Linked DNA regions of Mus musculus: regions 1, 2, 4 and 5 are each linked to region 3. Evidence: chromatin contacts called from public promoter capture Hi-C data. All regions are on one chromosome and are shown on one strand. Each heading gives the region's core, a stretch centred on a gene start, on an enhancer-like site or on the middle of the called end of the contact. The rest is flanking DNA. Distances are from core to core; before and after follow the strand shown.

Region 1 (5,530 bases), core at 2,206-4,705, 1.0 Mb after region 3:
GGAAACAATGACAGAAATAAACCAGGAACTGCTGGGTTAACTCAGGAATTATGGTCATTCTTCTTGTAAGTACTATAGAAAACAAAAACAACAAAAAGGTTTTTTTTCCATTTATTTGATGTGTATAAGTGCTTTGCCTGCATGTATGTGTATCACTTGCAAGCCTGGTGCCCATGGGGGTCAGAAGGCACTGGTTCCCTCGAAACTGGAGTTGCAGGTAGTTGTGAGCTACCATCTGGTGAACCTAGGTCCTCTTATAAGAACAGCCAGTGCTCTTAAACACTGAGCCATGTCTCCAGTCCCTAGGACTTCTTTTTCCATCTCACACATACCCACTCCCCCACCAGTCACTCTATCTATGTCTTTTGCCTTTTTCGTTTCTGTGTTTTGAGACAGAAACTCCCTATGTAATCCTTGACTGGCCTGCAAGCTGTGCTACAGACCAAACTGGCCTCAGCTTGCGACAATGACTCTTGCCACTGACTCCTGAGTGCCAGGATTCAAGGTGTGTTCCACTCTCTGTGGCCATACCTTTGTCTTTATTCATTTCACCAGTATCTGCTGGTCCTACCTTTCTGGGTGCTGAGGTTACAAAGAGAAAGGGCGGTCTGTTCTCAAGCTGGGGAAAACACAAAGAAACAATTATACTCGTTACACAATTTGAGCCCTGAGCTCTCCACTGAGCAGCAGAGTCCTATTGTGATTTCCAGTTAGTACGCAAAACACAGATTCCCAAACAAAACCTGGCTTCTAAAGTCCGTCGTCTGTGATCTCTACCCTTCTCTTCCGATGGTCCTGCCATGCTACCAACACTACACTGCTAAGGGAAGAAACCGAGGAAGGCACTGCCTCTAACAGTGTCATCCTTCCTTTTCACTGGGTGTGTGTGTGTGTGTGTGTGTGTGTGTGTGTGTGTGTGTGTGTGTGTGCTCGCATGCATGCATATATGTATATAGTTAACCATATATGCCTTTACATATGGAGGGCAGAGGTTGATGTTGGCTGCCTTCCTCACGTGCTCTCCACCTTGTGTTTTGAGGCAGGGCTTCTCCTGGACGTCATTGCTTTGGCTAGGCTGGCTGGCCAATGAGCTCCAGGTATGTGCCTGTCTCACCTCTCCCCAGTGTGGGATTGGTACCGAGTGGAATAGTGGTGCTAGTGATCTGAACTCAGGTCGACATGTACTCCATTGACTGCGGCATCTCCCAACCCCTTCATTCTATTTTTCTGAGAGAGTTCTCTCTCAAGGAACCTGAAGCTCATTGATTCAGCTAGACTGGCTGACCAACATGCCCCAGGGATCCTCTGGTCTCCGTCCCAGTGCTGGGGCTACAGGCACGCACCACCTTGACTAGGGCACCGAGGTTTAAATTCAAACACTTCACTGACAGAGACATCCCACCACACCCTGACATTTTTAGTTTTTGCGCTAATTTTTAAGTTAACGTAATGGGTTTCATTATTTGTGTGATTTTCACGCTTATGACATCATACTTTGTTGGATCCCTTTGGATACATTTTAATCCATTTAAATTTCATCCCTCTTGGACATTTTATTTTTTATTTTTTTGGTTTTTCCAGACATTGGACATTTTAATTTATCCATTTTTTGAGTCAGGGTCACATGCACCGGACTGAACTGGAATTTTTTGCGTAGGCTGACCTCCTGTGTGCTGGCATTACAGGCATGAGCCACTATTCTTTTCTTAAATACATTGATGTCTACCCTTCATGGAATTCTATCATATCCCAGTGAAATAAAAAAATCCAACCAAAGTTTACCAAGTGATGTGGGACCTGGGTCCAGGCTGTTTTCCATCAAATCTCTTTACTTGGATCTGCTCCAGCCACTCTGACCTTCTTGCTTCTTCTTCTCCATGCCTATCAAAGCCACGCACCAGGGCCACCGTACCTGCTGAGTCTCATCTATGGTTCTCTCTAGAAATCTGGAAGCTTCTGTTTCTCATTCAATAATTGGATTTCCTCTTGTGTGTTATGTCTGCTAGGAAGCCTTTCTTCCCTATCCTGACTAAAAGAAAATCTATCACTGTTATATCTGGATCCTGATTTATTTCCCATAAAACCACATTATGAGGCATTTAAAAATATTTGTTACTTATATATTAATATGCAACATACTTATATTTTATTGCTTATATATAAAATACACAAACCTTATGTGCAAGAGCATATACTTCGCTCACTACCAAATTCTCAGCACCCAGGGAAGTGGCTGTTCGTTGTGCTTTTGTGAAATGAATGGATTTGGAGAGTCAGTAAATGTGAAGTACTCTATAGCATCAACTGTTTATTTAACGTGGTGGGGATGACTTTCACATGTGAATTTTTAATGTTTTTTCTTTACTACTCTTTTTTTTTTTGAGACAGATCTCTTACTCTGTAGCCCAGATTGATCTCAATCTCAAAGCAATTGTCCTGCACTCTCCAAGTGTTGAGATCACAGATGTGAGCCACTAATTGCACCCAGCTGCAGATTTTATTTTTATTTTAACAATAGACTTATATTACCTGTGTACCAAAAAACAAATCAAGATGCCACACGGGCAGATATCGTATAAATGAATTCCAACAGAAATTGGGCAAATCTATGAAACAGATTTTTAAATAGATATACAGCATAATAGTTAAGATCAAGCCATGGGTTGGAATAGAGCTCTTCCCCAACACTTGGTAGCACTGTGATCCTAAGTTATATATTTCAATGCTGGACCATGAGGACAGTAACAGTGCCTCCCTCAGAAAGTTGTTTTAGACGAACCCTTATGTGTAACCCGCTTTGTACAATGCCTGGCATGCAGTATTGAAGGACTCCACAAATGGAAGCTCTTATAAGAATCTATACTATTAGTAATAAGAGATGTTGGGACATACCTAGCCCTCAAGAGTGACATCAGAGTGGACCACCACATCATCACTGCGTTTCCATGTGGGCCTCTGAAGCCCAGGCAGGGGATGGGTCTTTCCAGAGAAGGCAATTTCGACGTCCCAGAAGCATCAGAATAAAAAGGACCCTCTTCACCCCTCAAGTCATTCAGTCCGGGTAATCCATGAGTGGCATGATGCGCCCGGGGCTCGTCATCCTCCAGTCCAGAGCCTGGGCAGCCTCAGTTTCTTTGCTTGCAAAAGAATTGGAATGGGACTGTTAAGAAAAAAATCTAGACTGAAACAGCGGAAGCCGCCTTAGCACATGCCACCGGGCCGCTTGTGGCGACGGAGAAAGTGACAGCAGGTCAGACTTCAGAGCCCACCGACTAGCAGCCAGGTACCACGCTCCCCATCCCGGGGCGGCGCCACCGGGACCCGCCCGCTGCCAGACTGGAGGAGGCGGGACCGCCTCGGCGTGCTCGCGGCACGGGACCGCGCACGTGAGTCGAGGCCGCGCACGCAGGCCGCGGCGCGCACGCAGAGTCTGCACAGCGCGCGCAGCGGCGGGCTCTTCGGCGCCGAGGTGCGGGACGTGGCGAGGTGAGGCGCGGGGCCGAGCGGCGGGAGCGAGGGCACGCGGGGTCACGAGGTGCCGGCTGGCGCGGCGGGGCCACGCGGCGGGGGAGGTTGGCGCGGCCGGGCGAGTCCCGAGCCCCTCCCCCCGGCGGCTGGCGGTGCCGCAGCTCCGTATTCCCGGCTGGGCGGTGGAGCACGGCCCCGGCCCACCTGACCCGCCGAACCCCCACGTGGGTCTCCGCGCCCCAGTGTTTAGCACTGTTTTGCGGTCGAGGCCCGGCTACAGTGACCTGCCCAAGACCGTGCAGCTCTAAGGATGTTAACTGCACAACTGCCAAGCCCGCGGCTCCCCTGTGCTCATGGGATCCTGCCCCTCCATGCCTTCCCTGATCCCTCTTGTAATTAATTTAAATGTAGCCCATCTCTCAAGGATGTTAGTGTCACTGCGTGGTCTTCTAAGGAAGGAGAGGAAGGAGGATTTTGCTTTCTGCAGCATTGTGCTTTGCAATGTGAAGTGTTTGTCAGAACGTACTGTAGAATCTTTGCCACTGTAAAGGTCTTGATAGAGCCCTGCTGTTCACCAGGCTGTAAAAACATTGTGCAAATACCCCAATCTTTAGCGCTTCATTTTCTTGGGGAAAACAGCCTATGTCAGGAGATTGTTAGGATTCCAAGATATAGTCCCCGTACTAAGATTACATTTAGTACCTGACATATGCCTTTGTTAATTTTTTTTTTAATTAATTTTTTTTTTTAGTCAGCCTCATGTATCTTGGGCTAACCTTGAACTTAATGTAGCCAAGAGTTTCCATGAACTGATCGTACTGTCTGTACCTCTGGAGTACTGGGTTTGTTTGCTCAATGGATGCTGGAGTGTGAATATAAAGCATCCTTGCTAAAACACCCTACAACTGAACTACTGAGCCACAACGTTCTTCAAAGATCATTTTTCTTGGAAATAGAGTAAAAACTCACCCCTACCCAAAATAGCCTAAAGTTTGACCCTCAGCCTTCTTATCTAAGCATTGCATATACTTTGTATGTCAGTCCCCAAGCTAAAAATGTCAACGTGAAAAACCTATTTTGGTTGGAGAGATGGCTCAGCGGTTAAGAGCACTGGCTGCGCTTCCAGAGGTTCCGAGTTCAAATCCCAGCAACCACACGGTGGCTCACAGCCATCTGTAATGGGATCTGATGCCTTCTGGTGGGTCTAAGGACAGCTACAATGTACTCATATAAATAAAATAAATAAATCTTTAAAAACAAAAGGGGGGGGGGCTGGAGAGATGGCTCAGAGGTTAAGACCACTGACTGCTCTTCAGAAGGTCCTGAGTTCAATTCCCAGCAACCACGTGGTGGCTCACGACCATCCGTAGCAAGCGCCCTCTTCTGGAGTGTCTGAAGGCAGCTACAGTGTACTTACAGATAATAAATAAATAAATCTTAAGGAAAAAAAAAAAGAAAAATCTATTTCAGGAGAAATGAAGGTGAATTAGCCTTTTGTTTTGTTTGTTTGTTTGTCCCCCACCCCCTGAGACAGGGTTTCTTTTTTTTTTAAGATTTATTTATTTTATTTTATTATATGTGAGTACACTGTAGCTGTCTTCAGATGCACCAGGAGAGGGCGTCAGATCTCATTATGGGTGGTTGTGAGCCACCATGTGGTTGCTGGGATTTGAACTCAGGACCTTCGGAAGAACAGTCAGTGCTCTTAACCACTGAACCATCTCTCCAGCCCGAGACAGGGTTTCTCTGTGTGGTCCTAGCTCTGTAGACCAGGCTGGCCTTGAACTCAGAAATCCACTTGCCTCTGCCTCCCAAGTGCTGGGATTAAAGGCATGTGCCACCACTGCCCGGCTGAATTAGCCTTTTATAAAACTAACATTTATTTGTCCAAATTGGTATTTGCTTTGTTTTGGCTTGGGTTTTCTTTCCTTTTTCCCCTCTAAGACAGGGTCTCTCTATGTTGCCCTGCCTGCCTGTCCTAGAGCTCACTCTGTAGAGTAGGCTGTCTGTGGTTCCTGAGTGCTGGGATCAAAGGTGTGCACCACCATGAGTTTCAAGCAGT
Region 2 (5,507 bases), core at 434-2,933, 1.2 Mb after region 3:
TATCGCTTTCCCCAAACCAAAATATTCCTGAGTATACAGTTTCTCAGCCCCCAAAAGTATCTAACAAATGTAACACCAAATACCCTTCAACAACCATTGTAATCACTTTGTGTCTCCTATGGATTTACTACCTGTTGGAGTGCACATGAGTTTATTGCCCATGCTCTTTCCCCTAAGACAGGATCTCAGGGTACCCAAGCTAACATCAAACTCTCCCGATAGCTGAGCATGTCTTTGAGCTCCTGATCTTCCTGCCTACATCTCCTCAGAGCTGGATTACAGGCATTCTCCAGTGCAGCTCCTTGGACCAGTGGCATTAAAATACTACAAACCAAACTGAGCAACACACTGAATTTTTCTGTGCCCAGGGGGTCTTCCTTTTTTTTTTTTTTGAAAACATTTGTGCCTAAAACATGAAATTCTTTGAAAATTTCTAGGACTGGTCCCATTATTACTCATACATTTGATTAGATTAATAGAATGCCACTTTAGAAATTGTCATCCTGTATATATTCTGCAGGCAAAAGCAATTTCTAATGCTCACTAATGAAAGACCCCAACGAAACAGTGACAAAACCAGAGGAGGAAGGAAAATGTTTTAAGTTTAAAGTCAAAGACTGTAGAGGAAGCAGAAAACCTGGCCACACACCGTTGCTTTATTCAAGTGACTGCTTTTTTTCCTTCCGTGAATGAGTGTGTGTGTGTGTATTCACAATATGCACCTGAAGGAGACGGTTACTTTAAAATCTTTTACACATTTGAAGTGTAGGTGATTCCAAAATTAAACTATACATTAAAAAAAAAACCCAAATACTTCGCTTTCCAAAGATAACTTAGGATATTTAAAAATAAAAGCTAATTTTATCTCGGAATGTGTGTGCTATATGTCAGCTAATTAAATAAACACAAACTGAGTCATGATAGAAAGGGGAGCAGACTTTCTGGAATCAAACATTTTGTCAAATGAAAATGAACTTGAGTTACAAACACCCCTTTACCATTCTGGATACAGGGAGCATAGCCTAAAAATTATCTGAAATAGAACAAAGAGCAGATTTTTATTTTTAAAAGGAGCTCAATAAAGTCTGGAAGCTTTTGTTTTAAGAGGAGCATACTGCTCTTGGTCAGTGAATTTTCTTTGTTTCAAAATGTCTATTTTAAAAGGAGTCAGACAAATGTTTTTTTCTACTAAACGGGCTTTATCTCAAGACAATTACTAATTCAAAGGTCTTCAGATTTTTCTATTTGTATGTGAAGAAAAGAAAAAAGGACTGGACAGGACGCTCTATGAGAGGAAAGACAGTACTGTACAGTCTTAAAACGGTTCCTCCAGCTTTGCGACTAGACCGTCACAGCCTTCGCTCCGACAGCAGCTCGAGCCCAGCAAGCCTAGCAGGGACTCGCGGGCGCTCGAGGCCCCGCGGCAGGTGCGGTGGCGCCTGCACCCGAGCGCGCTCCCCGCGGGTCCCCAGGACGCTCGCGCCCCGCAACCGCCGCCCCTGCGCCCGGCCCCACCTGCCCACCCCGCCGACCATGGCTGCCCACTCCGCCCGCCCCGCCGACCCACCTGCCTGCCCCGCCGGGCCCCGCGCCCGCCCCCGCCGCGCCGCTGGCTCCGGCTCCCGGCCGCAGCGCCATCTTGCTCGGGGCCGCCGCCGCGCCAGCAGCTGTCAGCCGAAGACAGGCACTTCCGGGGCAGACACCGCCCCACCAAGTCGGGGCCGACGACGGGGCGGGGCTGCGCGCCCACGTGACTTCATGGCCCCCGGGCACGAGCGGCGCGCCCCGGTGGCATTCTGCAGGAGACACAGCACTGCGGCTGGTGTAGTTAGTTTGCAAACCCGGATCTGCACTAATGCACACAGTAGGTCCTGATATAACCAGATGATGGAACACAGGTGCTTTTCTGCTGTTCCTTTACACAGCAGTCGGATCCTAGAGGGCCTTTACAGCTGTTTCCCTTGGCACTCTCTCTTCAGCATCTATTACAGACACTGACAGTACCTTTTACTTAAGTCAATCTAGAGCATACATGGACCCAATACACACGAAGAGGATATCCTCCAAGGTGCCCTACTCATGTGGTCGGTTTTGCCATAGTGAGGCACCGTGAGCACATGCTGAACCTACACAGGGTATTTTTACTTTGACACCTCCAACCCTAACCAAGCTACCTGGAAGTAAAATGTGTTGAAAGTAAGTTTGTTAAGCTCTTAGATAATGGATCAATCACAACCAGTCCCTGCCACTTCTTGCCTTACAGCTTTCGCTGAGACAATTATAATAGGTTATTAGTTTACTAGACCAGTTTTATGTGCATTTAATAGTCTGATGTCCCTGAGTTATTACTGCTATTTTAGAAATGAGAAAAAAAAATCTTGAAAGAAGTTCTTGTAATATGCTCAGATCTTGGAGCTGCAGTGTGTCCACACCAATATGTCCTCAAAGTCCTTGGTCCTTTAACTAGGACCACGCCCACTATTTGTGAGATCTGTTTTCCTTGTTTGGTCTTGTTTACTATTTCACTTTTCCTCTTCCCTGGTCAAAGCTAGCATTTATATAGGAGAGTCCTTACTGATATGTATAGGAGTTTAAATCCATTCCTGACCCTTTTTTTAAAAAAAAAGCTGATACAAGTTTTGTAGCTACTTCATGGACTGGGTGGTTGCTCAGAAAAAATAAAGAGAAAATAACTGAATGGGGATTATCAACACGATCTGTTACCATCTCTATCTGCATCCGTCCAAGGACACTCCCCACCTGTGTTAAGAGTCTTGTTAGGATGCTTTGAGATCACAGCCCCATACCACATAATCGTTTCTATACTTCATCACTGCCGTTAGTTGCTAAAGAGTGGTGCTGTTAGCATACAAAGCTTCAGACACAGAGATAGGCACTTTTACTCTTAAAACACAGGAAAAGCTGAAGGTCTAAAATGAAAATGCAGCCGCAATGGTTTCAAGTGTATACCCACTTCAGGATATACACTGACTCAACTCTCTGCAAGAACAAAACAATTACAAACTTTTAGTTTTTATTCTCTAGAGCAGTTTATTTAAATGAAGCCTGATTTTTTTTTTAAATCTTTATCCCATCTATTCAATATCAGTCTCATGTCTGTATTCTCAGCAGTAAAGGGGCTGAAACAGGAGGATTGCTGTGAGTTCCAGGCCAGTCTGGGATACAGAGATCCCTTTTCAAAACAAATACACATTTAAAAGGAGGTCTACTGTGCTGATTTTAGACTAAAGTATCAACTGCCTAGAGTAAAGGAAACAGGCTTAATTCAGTTGCTGGCAGTCACTTATGTTGTAGTCCTGTGGCAGCACAGGCCCTGAGAAATTCTAGGCTCCAGTCTTAAGTGCTTCAACTTGTACCAAGCCTTTTTTATTCCACTGTACAAAGCAGGTAATTAAGGAAAACCTGCATACTGTGCACTGCCTTGGTCCAAATGATCACAGTTCTCTGTGGAGGGTGGCTGAAGCCCATCAAGTCTCAGCAAAGATAAGCATCTGAGACAATGAAACGAGGTGTATCGTGTAACGGGAATGTTCTTCCTCATCAGGATAGGATAGAGTGCTATCTGCTTTCAGGCAGTCATCTTGGTGGAAAGAGACAGGAAAGAACATGGTTAAATGATGGAGAATGAAGTCAGACAGGGAAAGGCTGATCATAACCTTACAGTTGCAACATTATGACAGCTAAGCATAAGCTTCCTCCCCAGTGCAGTACAGGTCAATTTCAACAGGCTCAAGTTTCCAATCCTCTGGAATTTGGATAACCACAGATGGGGGACCTCCTTACTGTGGCTCCTACCACAAAGAAACACTAAAGGGAGTGCTAGGCTCCTTCCTGTGTCTGGCCTGTGCTGCTGCTCTTGTTTGCATCCCACACAGCGCTGGCTCTCCATACACACAAGTGTGGATGGTGCACTCAAACTCAAGGTTTTATTTTAAAATTCTGTTCCAGACGCCTCTCCACAGCATGCATCACACTTTCCTTCACACTTGAAGGGCAAAATCCTTAAGAGTTCACCACACTTGGGTGTTATTTTAGCATCGGCTCTTGTTCTTCTATAAGAAGTATCTCTCTGGATTCAGGCAGAAATGCCAATGCCTGTTATTTTCATTGTATAAATCCCACCTACAAAGTGAAGCTTGATGCATCACTACATCAGAACCATTCTGTCCTCTCATATCCTTGTGGATTTCAAATGTTTGGTAAAGATGGTTGTAAGTACTCCATGAGAATCCATGCCAGGCTCATAAGTTACACTGCAGGGATTGCCTTCTAAGGTATTTATTTTTTAACTTTTCTCTTTGAGAGTTTCTTTCTTCTTGCTGTTTTGGCCAGCAACCTTTTTCCTATGAAAAGGAAGACATACTGAATTAGAAATTCCATATGAATTTACTTCTATAACCTAACCGAGGCTAAATAAACATGTGCTAAAAGTTACCATACAGCAAAGCATCCGAGGAGCTGGGAACAAAGATGTTTCCTACGTCTTGGTCTAGCATTAAAATCACTGTCCATATGAAAAACGTTATAACCAACTACACTACTACATAGCACAAAGGAGAGAGTTTGGTCTTGACCCAGTGGTTCTGTGGTAAGTACTGGACACTGCTGTTAAGTGTTGTTTGCACATGCACTTTCAAATAAGACAACGAGGCAGAATGGATAAAACCTGCTGGTCATCACACATTAGACAAGCAGCTTGCCCAAGTCACCCAAGAAAGTTCCTATTAGAATCAGTTTTTAGGCTCCAAATCCAAATCCACCCCTCACCACACCAGGCTGGGTCTAGACACTGAGGGATCGGGTCCCAAGTTTAATGTGGAAGCTGAGCTGAAGACATAAACTTATACACCCCAAAGCAACCTGTGTCTGTAATGGAGAAAGGAGCATGAACTAGATCATGATAGATCTTGTTCTTATGTTTAGAAAGACGGTCTTTAAATTAGAAGCAAATGGAAAGAAAGCCTTAAGGGTATGGTTGATACCACAAGACTTAACCAGCACTTCCAAGGCTGCTTGTAGCTTAGTTTTAATAAGCCCAAAAGAATGCTATAAACACAAAACGTTTAAAGTGCAATTATCCAAATAATAATAATAATAACGATTATTATTATTAAAGAAAAATACTGCTGTATCCTATTCAAATTCAATGATCTCCATGTTATGCTCCATCTGACCTTCAGGCTCCAGAAAAGCCTCCACCAGCTTCTATTCAGTACCCGAGAGACATCCACTTGTAATCTTAATTTAATCTCTGACAGGTGCCTAACAGCTTTCATGAGATTCCAGACAAACTACCTGCCACACAAAAACTCTACATACACATAAACACACATGTATATACACACACAGCCCTACAACACTGTATTAAGAATTCATAAAACTGAGGAAGTACCAGTGAAATTTAAACTATTAAGCTTCCAAATCTTTGTAAGTTTGTAGTGTATTCCTCCACACTCACTTTCGAGAAAACACAAAACTCTGGGACA
Region 3 (5,241 bases), core at 1,977-4,476:
AAGAAGTCCATAATACTGAAAAATCAATTCACTTACTGGATAGTCAAGACTTCATAGGGCACTGGCCTCTCTGGCAGTCAAGTTACTCATAGATCAGGTTGATCTACCCTTCTTTATTATATTGGCTTATCTCTATTGTAGCTATGGTTTTTTGGCAAGTACTACAATGACTCTGACCTCTTCTTATGTCATTCTCCAGGAATAAAAACTAAAGAACATTGTCATTTACGTTGCCCTCTCATAAGCACAAATGACACACTAATCTCTCATGCTTTAAATATTTGTATGGATAACCTTTTCACAGGCATGTAATTACAGCTAAAGGAATGGTTTCCTAAGTACAACTTAATGCTTAAAGTGAGGTAGCTGGCTAACTCTTCAATGGATTAAGTGAAATTGAACAAACTAAATGATTAATAGAATTCCTTCAGCATGACAGGAAGACTATATTTTCTGCATCATCAAACATAAGTATTGTATCAATTTTAAGTTATAGGGAGACGGTTAACATTTGACTACATGATGTGATACAAACCAGAGGCGGGTTCTTATCCCAGTTTAACATTTAAAATTCTCATCAGACATAACTATTCTCCCTGCTTTCTTTAATAATGTGTAATAATGGAATGAAACATTTTTATGATCTTCGGGACAAGCTAGGCCTGTATTCCAAGAATAAAATCTTTTTAAAATATACATTGTGTTTTAAGACAGGACATTGTTATGTATATGCAACTGGCCTTGAACTTTGTGATTCTCTTGCCTCTATGGCCCAGGTACTGGAATTATAGGTGCAAGCAGACACTCCCAGGAAAGGACAAAGTCTTGAAAGTTTTACGCATTACTTTAAACTTGATTAAGTTTTAATCTAGTCTTCCCAGATGTTTTTGTGGCAATTAACTCTTAATTCAAATTCTAACAAAAGTCCCAGCTTTCGAGTGGGGTAGTGCCACAAGGGGAGAAAATAATTTGCTCTGAACTAATTCAACTGTGCAGTTTTACAGCCAGACCCGTGCTTAGTAAAGTGAGAGCATCTTAATGTACTATTTGATAAGGCGGCAACGCATACTGTATCTTGCATCTGAACTCGTAAGGATTTTTGCTCCTCACAGCTGAAAGCTTTAGTTTCCCTTCAAAATAATCTATTTCAGAATTCATACTGTATAGGATGACTGTTTTGTCTGAGGCTACACTGAACGGATCACATGGAAATGAAAGGGTTTGGATTATATCCTCAACTTCCTGATCCATGGGCTTTTAGTACTACAACTAATCTCAGGTCTTACTGAGTGCCTCAGAGAACTGGAAAAGGCAGTGTTGTGACTAAGGCTACCACGCTGGAGATCTGGTCCACCAGGAAAGTAGAGAAACACTTTTCGCTGGCAGGGCATGTGACTATCAGTCGGCTTCAGGAACTGAAATCATTTTTTGCCGGGCCTAAATGATCTAATTGGCACCTCCAGTCTCCTCAGATCAAACAGCTATTGTTTTCAATGTTTCCTTATTGAGAAGCTTCATGGCATGACTTTCTTTTTTTTTTTTTTTTTTCTGTTTTCTTTTGCCAGTATTTATTTTTATTTTTATTTTTTTTTCCATTTTTTATTAGGTATTTAACTCATTTACATTTCCAATGCTATACCAAAAGTCCCCCATATCCACCCACCCAATGGCATGACTTTCATGGTGAAGACAGATACACATCAGAGTGAAAATGAAATGGGAACCAGGTGTGGGGCATAGGCTTCCAACATCTGGAGGCAGAGACAGGAGGACTGCCACAAGTCCCAGTCCAGGCAACTGCTAGAACTTGTCTCACTGGTTCCCCCACCCAGAAAAAGGAAATGGAAAAACATTCCATTGTGTTTATACACCACATTTTGTTTACTAACTTATGACATTTATTTTTAACGTTTTGACTATTGTATATACTATAAATGCTGAGTGCATAAATAGCTGTTCACACATCCCTTTAAAGACATACTTCGGGACTATATACTGAGAAGTGGAATTGCTGAACCACATGCCTGATATGCTACAACACAATGAGCCATGTTAAGTGAAATAAGCCAGTCACAGGAGAAATGTAGTTGCCTTGATGAACCAACATTACTGTTGAAAGTTTCAGTTCTCTACTAGATCAAGTAGTCCTGAAGATAAACTAAGACTGAATAACGATGTAAATGTTAATGCTACTAAATTCACACACACACACTATATACATATGTATTATACATAAAATATATGTATTTTAAAGCAAGCTACTCAGTTTTGAACTGTCTCATTTTTAGAGGGCAAGTGTTTGGTTGAAGCATGAAGGTGGCAGGGCTGGGTGTGGTGTTTCTTGTAGAACCAGTACATGGGAAACTGAGGCACGCGAATCTACAAGTTCGAGGACAGCCTGGGTTACAAAGCAGAACCCTGCGTCAGAAACAAACACCCAAAACAAAACATCTAATGCGGCTTAAAAAAATTGGGGGAGGGAGGCAACAGGTTCAGAGGGAAAAATGGACCAACATAGTGGCTTGGGCCTCTGAAAGAAAAGCTAAGGCAGCCGCGTTTGGAGAATGGGAAGGCGTAGAAAGTAAAATACTGCGACAAGGTCCACTGCCCTGTCCTGAGGCTCCATCTCTAGAAGGAAAAAGAGGTATCTTCTCAGAGAAGCCGTGAGTCTCATCTTCCACTTCTGCCAACATCCCCCGAACGTTAGGGGTCCCCCGCCTGCCCGCTCCTTTTGTCGCCCGCACCGCTTTCCTCAGACCCCCCCTGCTCCCTAACATTCCCCTAGTCTTCCAAGGTGGGTCGCGGCCACCGCAGCACCAACCGTCATCGCTCCGGCCCCGCCCGTCGAACGCCAGAACGTGGGGGGCGGGAAGACCCGTCCTCGGGCGCCCCGGAAGTCACTGCCCTCTTGGCCAGCTGAGCGCCGCGGCGGGATTCGAGGCCTAGGATTGGCAGGAAGATAGGGATGACGTGCTACGTGTGGCGAGGCCGCCCCGCCCCCCCTGCGCGCTCTTAGCGTGGGGTGGGGCGGAGCGTGGCCCCCCGGCGGCCATTACCCGGAACCGTCCCGGGCCTTGGGTCAGGTGACCCGCGGCGGTGCTGGCGGGAGGGCGGGGTGGGGGCGGAAGGGAGGAGAGGAGGAGTGAGGCGAGACGCGAAGGGAGGAGAGAGAGGAGAAGGGCGGAGTAGGAGGGAGGGGAAGGGGGCGGGGTGGGAGCGGGTCACGTGACTCGGCATGGAGGCGGCGGCGGCGGCCGGGAGGAGTCGCTGGGGCAGAAGCCGCACTTGTTAGTGTTGGGGGAGGAGGGGGCCGGGGACGCCGACACCGTCAGCCGGCGACGCCGCGAAGGAGGCGGGAGGGGGGTGGGGGCGAAAGCAGGCTCCGACCCCCGGCCGAGGGGATGAGGGGAGCATGGGCGCCAAGGAGTCACGGATCGGATTCCTCAGCTACGAGGAGGCGCTGAGGAGAGGTGAGGGGGAGGGGTCGAGTGAGCTGCGGGGAGGCCAGCGCGGAGCGCCCAGGGGTGGGTGGCCGGAGGGAGAGGAGGCTGGGGCGTGGGGTGCCTGGCGAAGGACCCGGGAGGCCAGCCGTGGGAATATCGAGGGCAGGGAGGTGGAAGGGGAAGCGGGGTGTGGGAATTGGGGCACTAGGGGAGGGGGCGAAGCTTTGGCAGTGACGGGGGTACCGGGCGCTGGCTGGCCATTGCCGGTGCACTCGGTTGGCGTTGTTATCTTGTTTAGGTGCAGGGAAGCCCTGACCATCGGTTCTTGGGTGGCTCAACCCTTCCAGGCCCCCTCATCCTTCAGTGCCATTTTCTCATATCACTCTTTCATTTAAAAAAAAAAAAAAAAGCCTCCGACAACATCCTAATCTGGTTTCTAACAGCATTGGCTGGAGGAGAAGACAGGGCGTTCTGTTTTGCTCCTGGAAGTCCTTTTCTATTAGGGAGCCTCTGGTTTTCCCAGGGTCTTTGCCTCTCTGTTGAGGGCGATGACTATCCTTCCATTTACTCCTGCCATCCTTCACCCTTTGAGCGGTTGACTTTGATTAAGAACGACCTGAAAGTGAAGTTGTGTTTAAGGTGAGAACAGATTAGACAGCTGATGTTCATAAGACCTTGTCTTAGGTTTCCTCTCCTCGGACATTGATCAGACGGTTTTAGTACACTTGATTCCCAGTTCTTACCCCCTCGCTCCCTTAAAATGGCATTCGGAAACCCAGCATTGTGATACTGTATTACAGCTCCCTTCAGAGACTGGCCTTGCTGTCAACGGCTGCTGCTCTTGGCTCTGATTCACACTGTGTTGTTAATAGCCCCCAACCCCCTACCACTTACTCTGATACGATTGTCAGTGTAAAGCTCGTGCTAACTGGAAGTGTCTTGCACAGTTTATGGCCGGAATGTGACTTAATTTTTCATGACTGAGATTTGAGAGTGTGTCTGTGTGGTGCTTGTAGTTCTCTTTGATGTTTAATGGATTTTCTTGGTAAGAAGTGAAAAACATTAAGCAGATTAGTGGCCAGACATTATTGTTAACAGATTTCTAAGACCAAAATAAATAAATAAATAAATAAATAAGTAAATTCAGTCATGCGCCAGGTGTTTTTAGTAGCTTGGGATAGAAACTTAAAATATGATGAAAAAGACATTTTAAAGTGAGGATTTAGAAATGAGATCTAGTTCATATACAAAGAGAAATAAGTTCATTGGACCCACAACCTAATAAACAGAAAATAAGATACAGAATTGTAGCTGCATCAATTTTGGGGCTGAGCAGAATAGCGAAAATACACCTTTTAGTGGTTCTTCCTTACCATATCTGCATGATGATTATTCTTTTTTTTTTTTGTTTTGTTTTGTTTTGTTTTTTCGAGACAGGGTTTCTCTGTGTAGCCCTGGCTGTCCTGGAACTCACTTTGTAGACCAGGCTGGCCTCGAACTCAGAAATCCACCTGCCTCTGCCCCCCCAAGTGCTGGGATTAAAGGCGTGCACCTCCACCGCCCGGCTGCATGATGATTATTCTTAAGTACAATCTTACTTGAACTTTTTCTCTCTGTTTCAGTATGAGAAATATTCCAAATTCTTGATTTATTTCCAACCCTAGTAGACCAGTCACTTCCTGAATTCTGTTGAGCTTGACAGGTCTGGGGGCAATTAGTCTATGGCTTACATGGCATGAAATAGGGCACAGTCAAATGATTTACAGCTGTTCAGAAGTGTTCCTTAAGTTTAAGGGTG
Region 4 (5,625 bases), core at 2,154-4,653, 1.2 Mb after region 3:
GGGAGGCAGAGGCAGGTGGATTTCTGAGTTCAAGGCCAGCCTGGTCTACAGAGTTCCAGGATAGCCATAGCTACACAGAGAAACCCTGTCTCAAAAAAACCAAAAAAAAAAAAAAAAAAAAAAAGAAGAAGAACTTTATCCCTCTATAGGTAAAGTGGTTTGGAAGGTAGAGGCAGGAGAATCAAGAGATCCATGTAGGCCACAACAAAAAGAATCCTAGCCTTGTAATCCCTCCCAGGAAAATAGAAGCTTTTAAACCGTAATAAGTTCAACACTGAAGAGAAAGGGTGCCAAATTTTAGGCTTATCAAAAGGAGTTAAGAAATTGGAATTAAAAAATAATTTATGTATATGAGTGTTTTTGCTATATGTCTGTATGAATGTATTATCATCACGTGTGTGCCTGATGACTGCAGAGATGTCTGGAACTAGAGTCACAGACGGTTGCGAGCTGCCTCATGGGTACTGGGAACTGAACCTGGGTCCTCTGCAAGAGTAGCCAGCATTCTTAACCACTGAGTCATCTCACCAGTCCAAGAAACTTGAAATTTTTAATTATACGCACACTATTCTTCTTGAAACTTGAGGAGCTCAGGACTTCTTATACACATACACCACGTATCTATAAACAACCAGAACTGAACTCTGATCTTTCTATAAGTGTAACCAAGCACTCCGGCACTGCACAGATGGCTTCTGTCAGTCTGCATTAAAGTAAAACCTAAACAAATATAATTAGCTTTCCATCTTAACAAAATAAATTCACAAACGGGATGTCCAGTGAAAACTCTGTACATTTTGGGAGGTGAAGGTATTTTTCGAACCTTTTCCTTTCTGAGATGTTCCAACTTTCCTGAAGTTAACTTCTTCTCTCCACTGACTTTTTCATCTTGAAGCTTTGCTTCTACAGAGGATGTCCACTGGATACCACCGTCAAAGTCTTCTTGAGCAGGAACTTCTATATTTGAAAAAATCAAAGGTATCAAGTGCAGCAGTATTAGGTGTGCCAAACTGGCATAAGGCCAGGAACAGGAGAGCTGTAACGTGGTGCAGACAGAACACCCAGGCTTGCTCTCTTCCTTTTGTTGGCTGTGTTAATTCTGAACATCAAGACAACTGTATGTGTCAAACAGGAGATGGACTGAGCATACACAGGCTACAGGGCAGCCAGCTTGTTCATCAAACATCGAGCTAGAAACTACTGTAATAGAGGAAGATTTCATGTGCAATAGCAATGAAATTACTATGCTTAGAGCTGTCCACATCATAGAAACAGCAGTTCTTCCTGTTTCTGTCAACACTGGCTCAATTAGAAGTAGACCTGACTGTCTTAATGACTAGATTAGCCAACTTTAATGTTTGTATGGTAGAACAAATATGTGAGAACAATCTAAAAAAAAAATTCTATGAGTAGTGAGCAAAGATCTTCAATGAATATTTTGTTTTTTACAAAGTCTAGCCTGGCCTTGAACTACAGATCTTCCCTCCTCCAACTTCAGAGTGATGAAACTGTAGGCAAGTATTACTATGCCCAGGTTTCTAATTGATTTTTTTTGTTTTTTGTTTTTTTAAATAATGGGTATGAGTGTTTTGTCTGAGTATCACATGTATGCCAGGTAACCAGGGAAACTAAAAGAAGGCATTCCATACCCTGGAACTAAAGTTATAGGCATTGTAAAGTGCCATGTGGGTGCTGGGAATTCAACCTGTATGCTCGGTAACAGCAGTCAGTGCTTTTAACTGCTAGGCCATCTCTCCATCTCCTCTGTGGCATTATTAAGACATAATTTTTAATTTCACTGAGACATAACTTCTAAGGAAGTGATACATATTTTTTCACAGAGTACCTCCACATTAGGATTATTATTCTCCAGAAATAGCAACACCTGTCCAAAAGGCTATGCATGACCATCATTGCAGTAGCAAGTAACAGCCAGTACCTAGGTATAATCCAGATGGCATCAACAAAGGTTGCTAGGTATGTGTTGTCTGACTTACCAGCTTGCACCGTTTTGGAACTGGAAAAAAAATGAGCATTAAGCCAATACTAACCTGAAGTCATCTTCTTTCTCTTTTTCTTCTTGGGCTCCTTACTCCTTTCCAACAGGACCCCTTGTGTTTTCTCCTCATTTGGGGGCTCCTGGTGTATTTGCAATGCTCCACATTCATCTGAGACGGACTTCTTGTTTCCGAAGAAGTCTAGTCCCTTCAGGACCTCCAAAGACTCGGAATCGAATTTCCTTTTTCCTACCTAAAACCCCAAAAGTTTTAAATGAAATTTACTGCCAGAACTGTTTCCATCCAACCGTGACTGGCTGTACGGAGGACGCAGGTTCAGTAATTCGCCTTTTTAACCTTTTCAAACAAGATTCTGTTGAGCTAAGTAGTGTGTTTAGGCAAACAGAATCCTATCAACAACAACAATGAATATTTATATACATTTACTACACGTCAAGGATATTTATTAGATATTAAATTACTTCATCCTCACACCAACCCTACAAGGTAAATAGCAGTGAGACAGAAGAGGGGAAAAAAAAATCCAGGCACCAGCAAGTAACTTAGTGAAGATCTCAGAAGTATTCACTAGCAGGCCCTGCATTTGATCCCAGAAATCCCTGCTCCAGGGTTCAAATGTAACCACAACACTGCAGTCAGGACGAAGAAACACAGACATCACCCTCCACAAAGGCTGTATTTTACAGTAAGGCTTATGTTTAAAATGTTTCACAAGTGAGTCCCAACTGACTTCCTTTCATGCTCACTACTTCTTTAAGAAACCCCCCGCATATCAGGATCACACTTTTGGTTGGCTACTTAAAATGTGGTTGGTTAGAGTGATGAAAAAACAAAACAAAACACCCCAACTCTCCACTGCAGTACAGCTATCTGTACATTAAGTCAAACTTGGGTAGCTTACAGTGAAAGCGTGCTTTCTTAGTTTCTAAGAGGGGTCTCGGAAAGGATTCCAACTTTGTGAGTAAAGTAAGATACCTGGGAATCAAAATGTCTGTGCCAGGCTCAACTGAGTCTACCGGGGCTCAGTAAACAGTCCTTCAGAAGTCTGGGGTAAATCTTAGGTTAAGCTAAATCCCAGGAGGGAAATGCTTGGGGGTGATCGGAGCCTGGCCTCGGGGTCTCCAGCGCGCCGGCTGCCCGGTTGGCGGCGGTCTCAATCTCCGGATCCCGCCCCTTCTCGGTCACGCGGCTCCCCGCGTACAGAAAGTACCTGGAATCGAGTAGCGTCTGCTGAGAAGCGCTTCACGTCGAACTTGGCGCCGGCTCCAAGCCGGCGAAACAGGTCGTAGGAATCCATCTTTACCCAGAAGGCCCCACGGCCTCCCGGCGCCTGCGTTTACCACTTTCTATCCGCGACTGCTTCCGCACAGGCCGTAGCGGAAGTCGCTCCAGGAGGCGGAGCCTGGCTGTGATAGGCGTGGAAAACGTGTGAGCTGGGAATTCGTTCACAAAATCCAAAATCGACGCTTCTTGTGCGTGGGAGTGTGCTAGACGTTTAGTGATAGTTTGATGAGCAACACGCCAATATTCTGCATTTTCGGTTACCGTTTAGAAAGGACAGAGATACTATTAACCAGTTACTGTAACTGAGGAAAATGGAAAGCATCGTGAGGCAAATTAAAAGCTGTGATGGGTTGAGAAGGGGTAGAAGCTAGTTTAGTTAGATTGGTTAAATTCAATCAAATTTGAACTGAGAAGGGGCCACTTTCCCAAGACATGGGAACAGCATTCCAGGGAAGAGAAAACCCATCTGAAGAAGGAAACGGATCTGAAACCTTGTTAGAACAGAAGCCGATCTGAGTTGCTCTCCAGTGCCACAGAAAGAAGGAAAAGGGGGTGGGTGGGGGGAGGGATGAAGGAAGAAATGAAGAAAGGAAAGAAAATTGGAGTAGCTGGAGCTAAGCTTACAGGGGCAAACAAACCAGGTCTCAACGCTGTAACAAGGGCATGATGAAGTATTTAGGTTTTAATCTAAACATGCTGCAAAACCAAAATTCATGGAAGGAGCAACTATCTTAGTTTATCCCATTTGATTTTTAGATTCATTCTCATTGTGTTTGAACTACTCGACTTTTTAAGTTTTGTATAACCTGTCTTCTGGAATGTAAGTCCACAAACATGAAGATCTATTTTTGCTTTATGATTGTATCCCTGGTTCTGTTTGCTTTCCATAAATGTTTGATGAATGAATTCGTGAAAGGGCCATACATGATTATTTGGAGTTATTTGGAGAAGGGACATGGAACAGATAAGAGTAGAAATGGAGACTAAAGTAGCTGTTGCTTTTATCTGGGTTGATAGCTATTCAAATGTGGATGGATTTGGGCTACAGTTTGGATATAGAGTTTAATGTACCTGATGGAGTTTGTGTAGGGTGAGGAAATGGATCCAGAGGTAGCTAAATATTGTGGTTTGAGCTGGGATGATGGCATGCCATTTACTGAACTAAGAAGAAAGGAAGAGCAGCCTTTTGGTGAGAATGAGAATCATGGAATTGTTACGTTTGTAGACATGTAGATCTCTACTTGATTAAGTGAAGACATCCAATTAGGTACTTGGACCCAAGAGTCTGAAGCTCAGGACTGAAGGCTGGAGAAACAAAACTGGGAGACATCAAAATATAAATAATACAATGCATAGACTCAAACATCATATGTCCATATCATTTGTGGATAGATCTATGATATAGAGAGGAGAGGGGGAAAGTTCAGTTCTAGTGAGACTTTCATTCTCGAGGAGAGCAGATGTGGAGTGAGCATAAGATGTCATGAAAATCTCTTCCCTGACTCCTCCTTACAGCTAACAGTGGGGACATCTTACTCTTTTAAATATATTTACTCCCTCTCTATAAATAGTATTTTGAGGAGACAGGAAGATGGCTCAACAGGTAGACACCAACCCTGCAAACTTGATGATCTGACTTTGATCCTGAGAACCCATGCAGAAGAACAGATAAGGCTGTGAAGACGTTTGTAGCATTTAGCTTAGGCAGGACCAAAGTTTATCCACGTTAATACAGTGGAGGTTATGGTCTCTCCCATCCAGTTATAGCCCCATGGTATTAATGGTTCCCTAGAGAGTTAACCTCCCAGGAGCTGAGGAAAGCCCTGTAGGTGGCCTTCCTTACTAGGAAATATTTAGCATTATACCAATGGCCAGCTCACTTTCCTTCTTCCAGAGAATAGATTTGTCTTGCTCGTTGAATTTGTGCTCTATATCCTTTACTTTAAAAGGAGGGACTTGGACTTGGAGCTTGGTTTAAATCTTACAGAGATCCAACTTTGTCTGCTTCCCAAGTGCTGAGATCACAGGCGTGTACCATCACACCTGACCACGTTCCTCTACCGTAGCTTTTTTCTATTGCGCTGCACTTATAGCTCCACATTGGTCCACAGACTTTAAAATTTCTGAAGCTGAGGCAATGTGTCATGCCTCTAAATACATTTGCTGAGTATGAAATCTGTTTCATATTAAGTGGTCATTTTTTAGTCTCTCTCTCTCTCTCTCTGTGTATGTGTGTTGTATGTGTGTGTGAGTGTGTGAGTGTGTGAATGTTCTGTGTGTGTTGTAGTGTGTCTGTGTGGTATATATCCAAGTTTTTTGGAGT
Region 5 (5,089 bases), core at 646-3,145, 1.1 Mb before region 3:
TATGCTCTTCACTGCTAGGATCATAGTGGGTAAACTGGCGAAAGGCCTCCATGAGTCTCTCTAGGAAGGCAGAGGGAGACTCATTCAGCCCCTGTACCACTTCCCTTACCTTAGTCAAATTGGTGGGGCAGTGTGCTGACCCTTTGAGACCTGCCATCAGAGCCTGGCGGTGGACCTTCAGGTGCTCCCTACCTTTAGGGGTGTTGAAGTCCCAGTTCGGTCTGGTCAATGGGAAGCCTGCATCAATATTCCCTGGCAGGAGGGAAGGGCGCCCACCTGACCCCGGGACATGTATCCTAGCCTCAAGGATTCGCTGCTTTTCCTCTGTGGTAAAGAGAACCTGAAGCAGTTGCTGACTATCTTCCCATGTGGGCTGATGGGAGAAGTGATTCAATTAAGTTAATTAGACCTTGTGGATTCTCAGAAAATGAGGGGTTATGAGTTTTCCAGTTATATAAGTCATTGGAGGAAAACGGCCAATACTGAAAGGCTGATGACCTTGTTCATCCGGGGACCATAGGCCGGGAGGGGCAGAATATGGGCACCCTCAGGAGTTGCCTCCACTGTCTCTGAGTCTCCTGAGCAGGTCCCTCTGACCTGGGGAGGGAGGAGGATGGCGAGTCCCCCTGATTCTCCAGGCGGAATGGGCGGGGCCAAAGGCCCTGCAGCTTGAGCTGCATGAGGAGAGAGAGAGAGAGAGAGAGAGAGAGAGAGAGAGAGAGAGAGAGAGAGAGAGAGGATAAAGGGGAGGGAGATAAAGAAGAAGATCAGTATCCGTGGTGGGGAGAACATCTTTCTTGGGCCTATCCTGAAGGGCGAAGATTGGCACAGCCATTGGTCCTGAAGAGGAACCGGGCGAACACAAGGAGGGGGATCGGTGACTAAATCTTCCCACACTATGATATATGGGACCTGATTAGGGTGGCTCTTCGAGCCAGCACCAAAAATGCACCTCTTGACGGACAATATAAGAGGCAGTGAGAAAGAACCCTCAGGAGGCCATCCAATCTGAAAGGTGGGCCACTCTGACGAGCAAAAAGTAAACCATTTATTTTTCTTCACATTTACTGAGAGATTGTGAGCTCTAGTCTTAACCTCCCTCCAATGTTCTAGAGTAAAACTCGGAGGGGTGGAAGGTCAGTGTCCCATTCTGTCCAAAAATAACGTCAGTCCCAGTCCACACACAAAAAGAAAAACAGAAAGTAAAATACCAACGCGCCCCTGCCACGAGCGCCACAGAAGATACACTGAATAACTTGGTAGTGGTCTCTTTGCCACTGACCCCCAGATGAAGTCGAGCCCTCCCGGATCTCGCGGATCGGATCCGACTTCCCACTCTGAGAGTCTGGAGCGTCCTCCAGGACTCTTCGTTACCGCAGCGTTAAGGTCGCTTCTGGCAACCCCCGGCAGACAACTCCTTTGCAAACCGAAACCAAACTGACTTGCAGCCGACTCAAAATAGAGGGAACAGACGGAATAGACGCGCGGAATAGACGCACGCCAAGGGCGGACACAAAGAGACACAGCCGCGGTACCTGCTCGAACAATCCTCCGGTCTCCTGTCACTGGACCCGCCAGCAGGACGATTCCCGGTCAATGCACCAAATGTAAGACCCGTCTAACGCCCATTTTGTGCTTCTTAAAGTCTCACAGTACAAGAATTTTTTTTTTTCCTTCAAGCAAATGTGCGGAACTTGTCCCAGTCTTTTTCGCGGGGTGGGGTTTGGGGGAGGGGCGGTGCTCGTCTTCCGGTCCCGCCAAGTACTCGAGGGTTGATTTTACTTCGCGGGCTCCCATTGGGCGGTATAGCGTTGGCCTCGTACGATGATTGGCTGTTTCCTTTTCCGGTCTGGCTGTGTGATTGGCTGACTGGGAACCGAGGGGCGGGAGGCGCGAATTCATCTGTGTGGCGCTGCGGAGTGCAGCCTGGAGAGGGAGGAGTGGCTGTACCTTGGTACCTGGCAGCGTCGGAACAGCCGGTGAGGGAGGACTTTCGTACTCGCGAGCTTTCCTTGTAGGTCGGCTCCGCGTTGCCTTCTGTCAAACGTCAGCCGTTCCTTTTCTCTGGGAGCGGGAGCCAGCCGTGGGCAAATGGAAAGGAGGGCGCGGGGAGGGGACGGGCTCCTGCAGGCTGGCGCCGGCGGGCTCTCGGGCTCTATGGTGTGGCTCCCCGTGGACATGTGAGAACTAGGAGCTTGGGGAAGGAAAGCTGAGGGCCAGGGAGCCTGTCCTTACATTCTGTGAACGCAGGCTGGAGGTAGCCCCAGCTTCCGCGGTACTTCTGGAAGGGCTACAGATTTGTTAACCCGCCCCCCCCCCCCCCTTCTCTTAAAGAGACAGGGTCTCACCCTCCAGCTCTGGCTGGGCTGGAACTCGGAGTGCAGACCTGGCTGCCCTCGATCGATCGTACAGAGATCCACCAGAGATTGTTGGGGGCCAGAAGAATTGCGCCACCACATCCGGAAGTGTGATTGTCTGATGAGTTTTGAGAGGAATGTTGCCACAGCTTCAGGCATAGATTGCCATCTCGATTAATTTTAGTAACACAATATTGAGTTTTTGCTTCAGAATAAGCTGTTAGAGTCCATTAAACCTCAGAGGTTTACAGATAAAAATCAGTGATTGGATACTTTTTCTAACAATATCTTTTATTTATTCTTTGATAGTTTATGCATATATACAAAGTATCTTGACCTATCCCCAGTACATCCTTCACACTGCTTCGGGACCCCTTCACACGCCCCTCCCACCCAATGAGTCCAATTAGTACTGCCTGATGGGATGTTGACAGGTCTCCTTGGCTTGATTTTATGCAGGTCTTGTCTGACAGAACAATATTTAGAAATGAAAAATAACTTAAGAGTGGTGGGTTTTTTGGAGCACAGAAGCTGTGGTTAAAGTTATTGACTTCATGACCTGTTGTACCTTCTGTCTTAACCATCTCCATTCACAGACTGAGTTTACCAGATTTTCTCACCACTGTCGAAATTCTTCAGTCAATAAAAGTGTCTGGGAGGTTAGGTGATGCAAACAGTGGGATTTAAATCTATTTTGTTTCAATTATAATCTCCTGATTTCAGAATTACTGAGCTGACTCAGCAGGTAAAGGACTCAACCGAGCTAGCAGTGTTTAATTCCTGAGACCCACATGGTGAGAGGAGGGAACCTATTCTGTCTCCAGAACACTGTCTTCTCACTTCCACACACGTGTCATGCCATGCGGGTTCTCCTCCCCCAGTAAACTAAAAGATGATTTAAAAAAAATTAAGTGAATTTCTGTGGAAAGATACTTTCTCCCTTACAACAATTTTTAAAGTTAGATATTATTGCAGAAAAGAATTTTAGACTTACAGGTGAAAAATGTTAAGTCATAGATACAACCTGTGCTTCCTGCCCATTCATCTGCCTTTTCCTTCTAACTGGGAGAGTGTGAAAAGGGCAAACAGGAATGTACAGAATAAGAGGAAACAGTGAGGCTATGGAATAGCAGAGCTGCTTCAGAAATCTGTTGTATCTATAAGTTGAATATATGTAATCAAACTTGTTATAGGAGCTTGTGTTTCATCTGCCATGTACAGTATGTTTTTACATTATTTAACTTTTACAGCAGTCTTATAAGGCTTGTTTCTGTTAGGACTCCTATTCTGTACCTGAGGACATGGAGTTCTAGAAAAGTGACTTGCCTTACATCATAACTAATACATCATGGAGTGCCAGTCTAGACTGGTCAGACTCTAGTACGTATGTGCTCTTGACCCTGAGATTTATTTATAAGGATAAGATTTTTTTTTATTTCTATTACTTTTATATATGTGCTTATTAATTCCAGTTTTTATTATCAGACTTCAGCTCTATTGCTAGGTGTCTGGTTTTCTTTGAATGACATTATTTCGATATGTAAACTGTAATCCTTTTTATATTTGTGAGTGTATGTGTGGATGGCTATGCCAGGTAAATGCAGGTTATTGCAGAAGCCAGATAAGGTTGTGGGAGTCCTTGGAGCTGGAGTTACAGGCATTTGTAAGGTGCCTGATGTGGGCTCTGGGAATCCATCTCGCCAACCCTTCTACTGATTTTATTGTTTCTGTTGTAGTGAAGCACCTAAAGTAGAGAAGAAGGCAGAATGTCCTCAGTGTTGTCTGACTACACCATCGGTGGGGTGAAGATCCACTTTCCCTGTAGAGCGTATCCAGCACAGCTTGCGATGATGAATTCTGTAAGTCTTTTACAGCAGCTGAGTCTTTACCAAGAGGCTGTGGCTTGTGATTCCAAGTATACATTGAATTTGTGACTATTCACAGGTATAAAATGATGGCTAGGATTTGTTGGATTCATCTGGAAGAGCACCTAAGTTCTAGGAAAGTGATATGATAACTCTTAAGCTGTGTATGTTTAGGTTAGGATGTAGCAAGAACATCTGAAAAACAGTTTCAGCTCCTTTAGAATTTTGATTTTTATTCTTCATTTCTACTACCTTTATATTTCTATTCAAAGTCATTATAACCCCTTCTACTAGCAGTATCTCTCATCGAGTTTTTCTCATAGATATTTATAGGTATTAGTATTGCAGGCTTTTGTTTGTTTGCTTATCTGTGTTTTTAGATTATTTCTATGTGTATGAGTGTTTTGCCTGCATGTGTATCTGTGCAACTTATGTGTGCCTGAGGCCTGACGGGCCTAGAATAGGGCATCAGATCTCCTGGAACTGGAGTTACAGGTGGTTGTAAGCTACCACGTGGTGCTGGGAATTGAACCTGGGTCTTCTTCATGAGTAACAGCTGCTCTTAAGTGCTAAACCACCTCTCTAGCACTTATCATAGTTCCTTAGAAACTACTTGTGCTTGTATAATTAAATATAAGTTGCTTTTTAAAATTCTCATGCTTGACATGTTTATAAAACCAGCAGACTGTTCAGAAGAAATGTAAAGGAATAAAGTCTTAAATTTAATACAATTCTCTAGTTCTTCCCGCGCTGTAACTGTGTTTCCTGGGGTGCATCCTGACTCTTCTGTGCTGTTCTAGTCGTGGTCCTGTTCCGTGGAGAGAGATCTAATAAAGTAATCACTTATTATTTTCTTCCTTTTAAAAT

Evidence for each region. Promoter capture Hi-C pulls out the DNA fragments that hold promoters and counts their contacts.
Region 1: a contact with region 3 is called in a promoter capture Hi-C map of hippocampal neurons, with 5 times the contacts expected there. The contact joins the promoter of Tada2a here to the promoter of Usp32 in region 3. A contact is called at or near these places in 4 of 39 promoter capture datasets (embryonic stem cells, hippocampal neurons, liver and 1 more), 1 of 484 Hi-C or Micro-C datasets (embryonic stem cells) and 1 of 115 datasets of contacts at active chromatin or transcription factors (astrocytes).
Region 2: a promoter capture Hi-C map of pre-B cells shows a contact between it and region 3, with 4 times the contacts expected there. The contact joins the promoter of Synrg here to the promoter of Usp32 in region 3. A contact is called at or near these places in 6 of 39 promoter capture datasets (the 3T3-L1 cell line, hippocampal neurons, liver and 2 more).
Region 4: a promoter capture Hi-C map of liver shows a contact between it and region 3, with 4 times the contacts expected there. The contact joins the promoter of Ddx52 here to the promoter of Usp32 in region 3. A contact is called at or near these places in 4 of 39 promoter capture datasets (hippocampal neurons, liver and pre-B cells).
Region 5: a promoter capture Hi-C map of liver shows a contact between it and region 3, with 5 times the contacts expected there. The contact joins the promoter of Brip1 here to the promoter of Usp32 in region 3. A contact is called at or near these places in 6 of 39 promoter capture datasets (the C10 cell line, embryonic stem cells, hippocampal neurons and 2 more), 1 of 484 Hi-C or Micro-C datasets (B cells), 3 of 115 datasets of contacts at active chromatin or transcription factors (astrocytes, embryonic forebrain and large pre-B cells) and 1 of 9 other capture datasets (embryonic stem cells).

Annotation. Positions count from the first base shown.
Region 1 is chr11:84,127,493-84,133,022 of GRCm38.p6, reverse strand. It overlaps Tada2a (transcriptional adaptor 2A), which reads left to right and starts at 3,455. Exons shown (of 16, transcript NM_172562.3): 1 at 3,455-3,486. It also overlaps a transcript of Acaca not described here.
Region 2 is chr11:83,960,607-83,966,113 of GRCm38.p6, reverse strand. Synrg (synergin, gamma) reads right to left here and starts at 1,683. Exons shown (of 20, transcript NM_194341.2): 1 at 1,568-1,683. The coding sequence starts at 1,638. It overlaps Ddx52 (DExD box helicase 52), which reads right to left. Exons shown (of 15, transcript NM_030096.2): 15 at 3,026-4,364. The coding sequence ends at 4,307.
Region 3 is chr11:85,137,940-85,143,180 of GRCm38.p6, reverse strand. Usp32 (ubiquitin specific peptidase 32) reads left to right here and starts at 3,226. Exons shown (of 34, transcript NM_001029934.1): 1 at 3,226-3,470. The coding sequence starts at 3,413. It also overlaps a transcript of 1700125H20Rik not described here.
Region 4 is chr11:83,939,868-83,945,492 of GRCm38.p6, reverse strand. Ddx52 (DExD box helicase 52) reads right to left here and starts at 3,403. Exons shown (of 15, transcript NM_030096.2): 1 at 3,229-3,403; 2 at 2,052-2,250; 3 at 824-957. The coding sequence starts at 3,315.
Region 5 is chr11:86,197,999-86,203,087 of GRCm38.p6, reverse strand. Brip1 (BRCA1 interacting protein C-terminal helicase 1) reads left to right here and starts at 1,895. Exons shown (of 20, transcript NM_178309.2): 1 at 1,895-1,979; 2 at 4,094-4,216. The coding sequence starts at 4,124. Brip1os (BRCA1 interacting protein C-terminal helicase 1, opposite strand) reads right to left here and starts at 1,728. Exons shown (of 7, transcript NR_130959.1): 1 at 1,536-1,728.